Regions from separate parts of the Sus scrofa genome. Here region 2 is linked to region 1. The links are chromatin contacts, called in public HiChIP or PLAC-seq maps. All regions are on one chromosome and are shown on one strand. Each heading gives the region's core, a stretch centred on a gene start, on an enhancer-like site or on the middle of the called end of the contact. The rest is flanking DNA. Distances are from core to core; before and after follow the strand shown.

The links. HiChIP or PLAC-seq counts read pairs in DNA pulled down with a chosen protein or histone mark.
Region 2: a contact with region 1 is called in an H3K27ac HiChIP or PLAC-seq map of alveolar macrophages. The contact joins the promoter of LETM1 here to the promoter of TMEM129 in region 1. A contact is called at or near these places in 2 of 5 promoter capture datasets (fetal liver and liver), 3 of 47 Hi-C or Micro-C datasets (embryonic fibroblasts, epiblast stem cells and liver) and 1 of 2 datasets of contacts at active chromatin or transcription factors (alveolar macrophages).

Annotation. Positions count from the first base shown.
Region 1 is chr8:824,921-827,918 of Sscrofa11.1, forward strand. It overlaps TMEM129 (E3 ubiquitin-protein ligase TM129), which reads right to left and starts at 1,313. Exons shown (of 4, transcript XM_003128802.4): 1 at 58-1,313. The coding sequence starts at 262. TACC3 (transforming acidic coiled-coil-containing protein 3) reads left to right here and starts at 513. Exons shown (of 16, transcript XM_003128804.5): 1 at 513-931; 2 at 2,636-2,798; 3 at 2,953-2,998. The coding sequence starts at 2,637.
Region 2 is chr8:925,100-927,893 of Sscrofa11.1, forward strand. It overlaps LETM1 (leucine zipper and EF-hand containing transmembrane protein 1), which reads right to left and starts at 1,394. Exons shown (of 14, transcript NM_001244948.1): 1 at 1,149-1,394. The coding sequence starts at 1,209.

The sequences.
Region 1 (2,998 bases), core at 63-2,562:
TGGGCCTCCAGCGCCCCCCCCCCGCCCCCAGCTCCGCCGCGCGCCCCGCGAGCTCACCGAGCGGCAGCAGCGAGTGGCACAGCAGCGTGGCGGCCGTGCGGCGCAGGTGGTAGGGCACGAAGGCGGCGTCCTCGCTGCCCAGCCAGCCCGACAGCAGGTTCTGCACCGTGAGCCCGGCCGAGTGGAACTCGGTGGGGGTGAACACGAAGCATACGGCGAACACCAGGTAGGCCAGCGTGAAGGTGACCTCGGGGCTGTCCATCGCGCCGCCGTAGCCGCCGGGAAGCCGTCCGGGCGAGGCCCCCCGCCCCGGGGCGCAAAACAGGCCTCAGCGTCCGCGTCCGGTAGGCGCCGGGGCCGCGCGGGGCGCCCTGGGACGTGTAGTCCCCACCCTCAGGCCGCTCGCGGGGCGCTCTGGGAAATGAAGTTCCAGGACCCCGCTCGCGGCCAGACGTCCTGAGCCGCCGCGGCAGTCCTCGCGAGGGTTTGGAGCCTCCCCACGACCCGCCCTGAGGGCGGCGCTGAACTTGGCTCCATTCCACAGCTGGGAATACAGACTCGGGCGAGCAGCTCTCAGGCCCTGGGCCTTTCCGCGCAGCCCAGGCGCGTCTGCGCAGAGCCCGAGATTCCTGGGCGACGGCGGGCCCCGCACTCACCGCCCGCTCTCGAGCCGCGTTTCACCTTCGTCTGCTGGACGAGCCTGGGCTACCGAGAATTCCAGGGGCCGCCCTGCCTAGCGTGCCGCCTCGCCCGGAAGCGGAAGCCGCCTCTTGGGCGCAGCCTCCCATTGGCCTTCGACGCCCTGTGTCCCGCCCCGGCCACGCGCTGATTGGCCGTACGCGCCAACCGTCGATATTTGAATCGGCGGCGGGCAGCCGGGCTCCCGGACACGGCGCCTCCCGCTCCTTCGGTTCCGCGCAGCGGCCGGCAGGTAAGACGGCGACCGGGTCCGGGCTCGGGGCTCCGTTCCTGCCTCTTCTGGCCTGTCCTCGGGCCTTAGCCTGTCGCAGTGGCGGCCTGGACACGGATCTCTGACTCCTCCCGCGGCGCCGCGGTGCCCACAGTCGGCTCTCCTCGCCCCCCCCACCTCGGGGCGCCCCCTTCCCCGGGGTCCCATCTCGCCCGCACTCATCCAGCCGGCCCGGCCGCAGCTGGCAGCGGAGCCGGTGGGCTCTCGGCCCTGCCTCCCGAGGACGCCTAGTGGCCCCTATATCGCCCTCCACGAGGACCCTCCGGCCGGTCGCACCGGTCTTCCCTCTCCCCGGTGACCTCGCCCAGCCCCCGGCCCCCTGTGGCGGTGACCCGCACTGGCACTCCGCCCCTGACCAGCCTCCGCCTTGCTGCCCGGCCCCTCCTCCCGGCGCAGCCCCACCTGTGAGTCATCACCGACCCCGCGGCACCTGCAGCAGAAACCTGGGCTCCAGCGCTGATTCTCAAGAGCCTGCCGGCAGGCCCTCGACGCCAGTCCTCCTCCGCGCTGGCCTCGCCCCTTCTGCTCAGGAGCCGCCTCCCTGGCCCCCCGTCATTAGTAGGAGCCAAACCCGTAGAGGCTGCCATTGTCGCACCCCCACCTTCCCCAGGTGAAGGGATCCCACAGAAAGGGTGCTCTAAGTCTCCCTCCTGTGGCCCAGGGCCCTCCGGCCCCTCCCCGTTTCACCCCGTCCCCCAGGCCAAACCCAGTAGTCCCCCTTGACTTAGGCTTCCCTTTCCCACCTCCCCACGCCGCGTGTGGGCCTGCTGGCCAAGCCAGGGCTGACCGCTCCCCCCTGGCCACAGACAAGAGCCTCTGGCTCCCTGCTTCCCTCCTCCCGCTCCCTGCTCCACACGCAGCACCCAACCCCACACCCTCCAGGCGGCTCATCCCCCTGACCTCACCTCGTTCCAGGGCACCCGTGTTCCTTAGGCCCCAGCCGTTTTGCTCTTGCAGCTGAGGTCCCCGGGGCCCCCACCCCCAGCAGGTACCTGTGCTGCCCAGTTTTCTGGTGACTCCTAAGTTGGGAATGCCGGGTAGGTGACCATGATGAATTTGGGAAGGAGGAGTAGGACTATTCTAGAACCTCGTGGACCCGACCGGAGGCCCCTGGTGTGTTTCTAGTCTCCAGACCCTGGTGTAGAAGCACCTCAACTCCCCACAGGTGATCCTGCACGTGCCGCTTGTTACCATCCCTGCTCCTCCTCTGAGCCTTGGCCCTCCTGGCGCCCCCGTCGGTGGGCAGAGAGCCAGCTGCCCTGCCCTTCTGCTTTTCTGCCCTCCTCCATCTCGGCTGCCTGCTCCAGCCCCAGTGCCAAGGCCTCTGCCAGTTTTGTCACAGATCAGCCCTTATCTGTCTCCCAACTTTTACCCACAAAGTTCCAGTTATTTCGAGGACCTGTTCTTCCTTCTTGCCCTGTGGGCTGAGAGCCCTCCTAGCTCTTTCTCCCGGGAGGGGCAGCTCCCCCCAGAACGGGATAAGGACACGCTCTGGCAGAGGACATGCTGCCTGCGGTGTCTCACACACACACACACACGCCCGTGCAGGAAGGGGACGTCCACCCTGCGGCACCGTGGGGTCAGCTCGCTTGTCTTCACATATGTGCGTCTAGACAACAGGGTGTCCCCGCCCTCCTCTTGACTCACAACTCTCTGCTTTCCCAGAATGAGTCTGCACGTCTTCAGTGATGAAAATGTCACTGGTGACAGAAGTACAGAAAATTGCGACTTCCTGTTTTCACCACTGGAACTTACCGGAAGATCATCTGTCCTCCGGCTGTCCCAGAAAGAAAATGTGCCGCCCAAGAGCACAGCCAAAGCCACGAAGGTGAGCCCCGCAGATCTCCTGGGGGTCACACGTGCAGTCCCGGGGCCTGCTTTCCCGGGGCCTTAGCCAGCTGGCCGGGCGGGGCCCGGTGGCTTCTAGTGTGGTGGGGGAAGGTGTGAGTTATTGGACGAGTGCCTTCCTGTCTCCCCGACAGGTGACTTTTCAGACACCTCTGCGGGATCCACAGACTCACCGGATCT
Region 2 (2,794 bases), core at 144-2,643, 100 kb after region 1:
TGCTGAGGATGTGTTTGGACTCTGGCTCCCACAGCCCAGCCCTGGGCCCTGCAGGCTCTGGTGCCCTGCAGGTCCCACAGCAAATGAGCTGTCAGACTACCTCTCAGCCTCTTAATGTCTGCGTGAAGCACGGTGCCAACTACAGGAAACACTTGTATCCCTGGAATGATACAATCAGGGAACACACTCCGCTAATTTTTAAACCATAAGCAGGCTACAGAAATGTGTGTGGCCCATCACCATTATGAGGCAAGAGGTACAGACAGGGCTCTGCAGCAGACAGAAAGATCACAGGCTGGTCTGGGCACCCACACTGTTCACACAGTGAACTCTTGCCTCTCTGAAGATCTGAGCAGCCAATCAGCCACTGTTGTTAAAAATGACAATAACAGTTTCTCCCGGGGCCTTTAGACACAGTAAAGCACCATGACACATGCAGTTTTACTTCAGAACCTCAATTTTCTAGGACAAAAAATAAGGAACAAACTCAGAAAAGTTAGCTTAAAAAGAGACACAGAGAGTGAGGGTTAGGGCGGGCACGCTACGTGTGGGTCCCGAAGAGCCCCGAGTTAAGTGTGATCTCCGTGTCACAACTAGGGTCACCGAGGCTCCAGGCACTGCCCAGCTGTGGACCCACCCTCCACAGACGCCCAACAACACCCTAAAGATACGGGTCCCGGGGACGTCCTGCAAGCCCACAGGTCCTGATCGCCCGGAACGCGGCCCGAGGGCGCGGCTGTCTCCGCGAGCGGGCCCCCAGTTCCACCCGCCTCAACCGCGGAGGAGCGCCGACACCGTCCCAGGGCTGCCTGGCAGCACCCTCTCTTCCAAACTTTGCTGACCCCGCTCCCGACGCCGCGGCCAGCGGCTGGGCGACTGAGGTCACGGCGCGAGTGAGTCACAGGCCGCCCCGCGCGCCCGCACCCACCGCCCTGCGCTCGCCACGCCCGGCTCACGCCCAGCAGGGCGGGGCGGCGGGCAAGGCCGCTCCCGGCGTGACCCCAAGTCCGGCCTGGGTCCGAGCGCCGCGCCCCGCCCCCCCGCAGCCGCCCGGACGCGGGGGCGCCCGGGTCGGGGCAGGCGGACCCGAGGCCCTCTCCAGCCCGCCGCCTCGGCCCCGAGCCGTCCGCGGGGCGCCGGCCGCTTACCCCTCGGCGGGAGGCGGGCAGGCCCCCGGCCGCGGCAGCTCCTCAGTAAGATGGACGCCATGTGCCCGGCGCGGCGGCCGCCCGGTCTCCTGCGGCTGCTGCTCCTCTTCCGCGGCGGCCGCGGCTCCTCGCCGGCCGGTAGCGCCTCGGCCGGCCCGCAGACGGTTGAGGGCGGCGGTTGGCTGCGGGCGGCGGGCGCTCAGCTCAAGGACCCGGCACCGGCAGCGGCCATGTCCCGGCGCCGACATCCGGTGGCGCGGGGCGGGGCGGCCGGGCCGCCGCTCCCATTGGGCCCCTCGAGCGCCCGGCGCCGGCCAGGTGAGGGGCGGGCCCGGTGAGGGGCGGGCCCGCGCCGCCGCGGACTGCCCGTCCCGGCGTGCCCCGCGGCGACTGCCCCCCCCAGCGCGCTGCATTCTGGGCCGCGGCGCGCCGCCCGGCCCCGCGTGCGGGCCGCACAGGCGTGGGGAGCCGGCGGCGCATGCGTGGTGGGCCCTCCCGCCTTCCCTCTTCCCTGCGGCGGCGGCGGGGGAGTCAGCCCGCAGCGCGCTCCAGCGGCGAGCCGCGCGCGGCAGATGCCCCGGGGACGTTTGGGGAAGGACCCAGCCAGGGGCTGGGGGGCGCCGGCAGCCGGGCATGTCTGGCCGAGCCCTAGGTCGGTGTCGGTCCCGTCCCAGGCCGTCGCTCGCTGCACCTGGGGCCCTGGGTTTAGGGCGGCGCCCGCCAGGGCTGCGCCGAGCCCGCGGGTCCTACCCGCTGACCACGCCGGAAGGGAGGGCCCAGGCAGCCGTGACCTTTGAGCCCCACATTTTCCTTCCCTAAGGTCCGGTCAGACTGTCGCGGGGGCATCGACGAAGTGATGCTTGGAGAGCCGGCAGGGTGGGACTTGGCGGCTCCTGGGGCCCAGCGGACCACGGCCTCCCCAGCAGGTCACGGCCACCAGCTTGCCCCTCAGCCCTTCCCCTGGACGCTCCACCCTGCTTCCCACGCGCAGCCTGTGCTCCTCTCGGGGCCTCCACCCAGAAGGTCTTGTTAGTCCTTCTCACCTCCTCGGCCTGTCTGTCTTGCTCGTTGGTGTAAACCCAGGACCCTGTGTGGTGAGGTTCTGCAGTGCGCACTCAGTGCGTATCTGTTCTCGGGTGCAGGAGTGTGGACTCCTGATCCCAGCAGGCTCCTGAGTCTTCAGGGACTGGTTGAATGGCAATCTTCCCCAGGAGGTTCCCCCCAAACCCAGTCCTCACCATCTGGAAGAAGTAGCCTGCCTGCGGTGGTTTTCCTGAACCTCTCTGAGCGGGAACTGCCAGGTGCTGGACAGGGATGGGCCTAGAATTCCCGCCTCAGAGGGGAGAGGGTGCAGGTGACTTTGAAGATAACATGAAGTGCCTGTATTGACACTGGGCAGTGAGCACTATGGACTTAAAATTCAGGGTTAATCTAAGCTCGCCTATACCTGAAACCCAGGCTTCTACTGCCAACAAACTGTAAAGCCAGGAGAGAGGGGGGCGTAAGGCAGGAGAGTTCTCATTGCCCTGTCCCCATCCAGGGCTAGGCCTGAACCAGGGCCAACAGGTGCTCAGGGTTGGACAGCACCGGCTTTTTAAAGCCCAAAGTGTAGTAATACCCTCCTGTTAGTACAAGTAACTGATTTG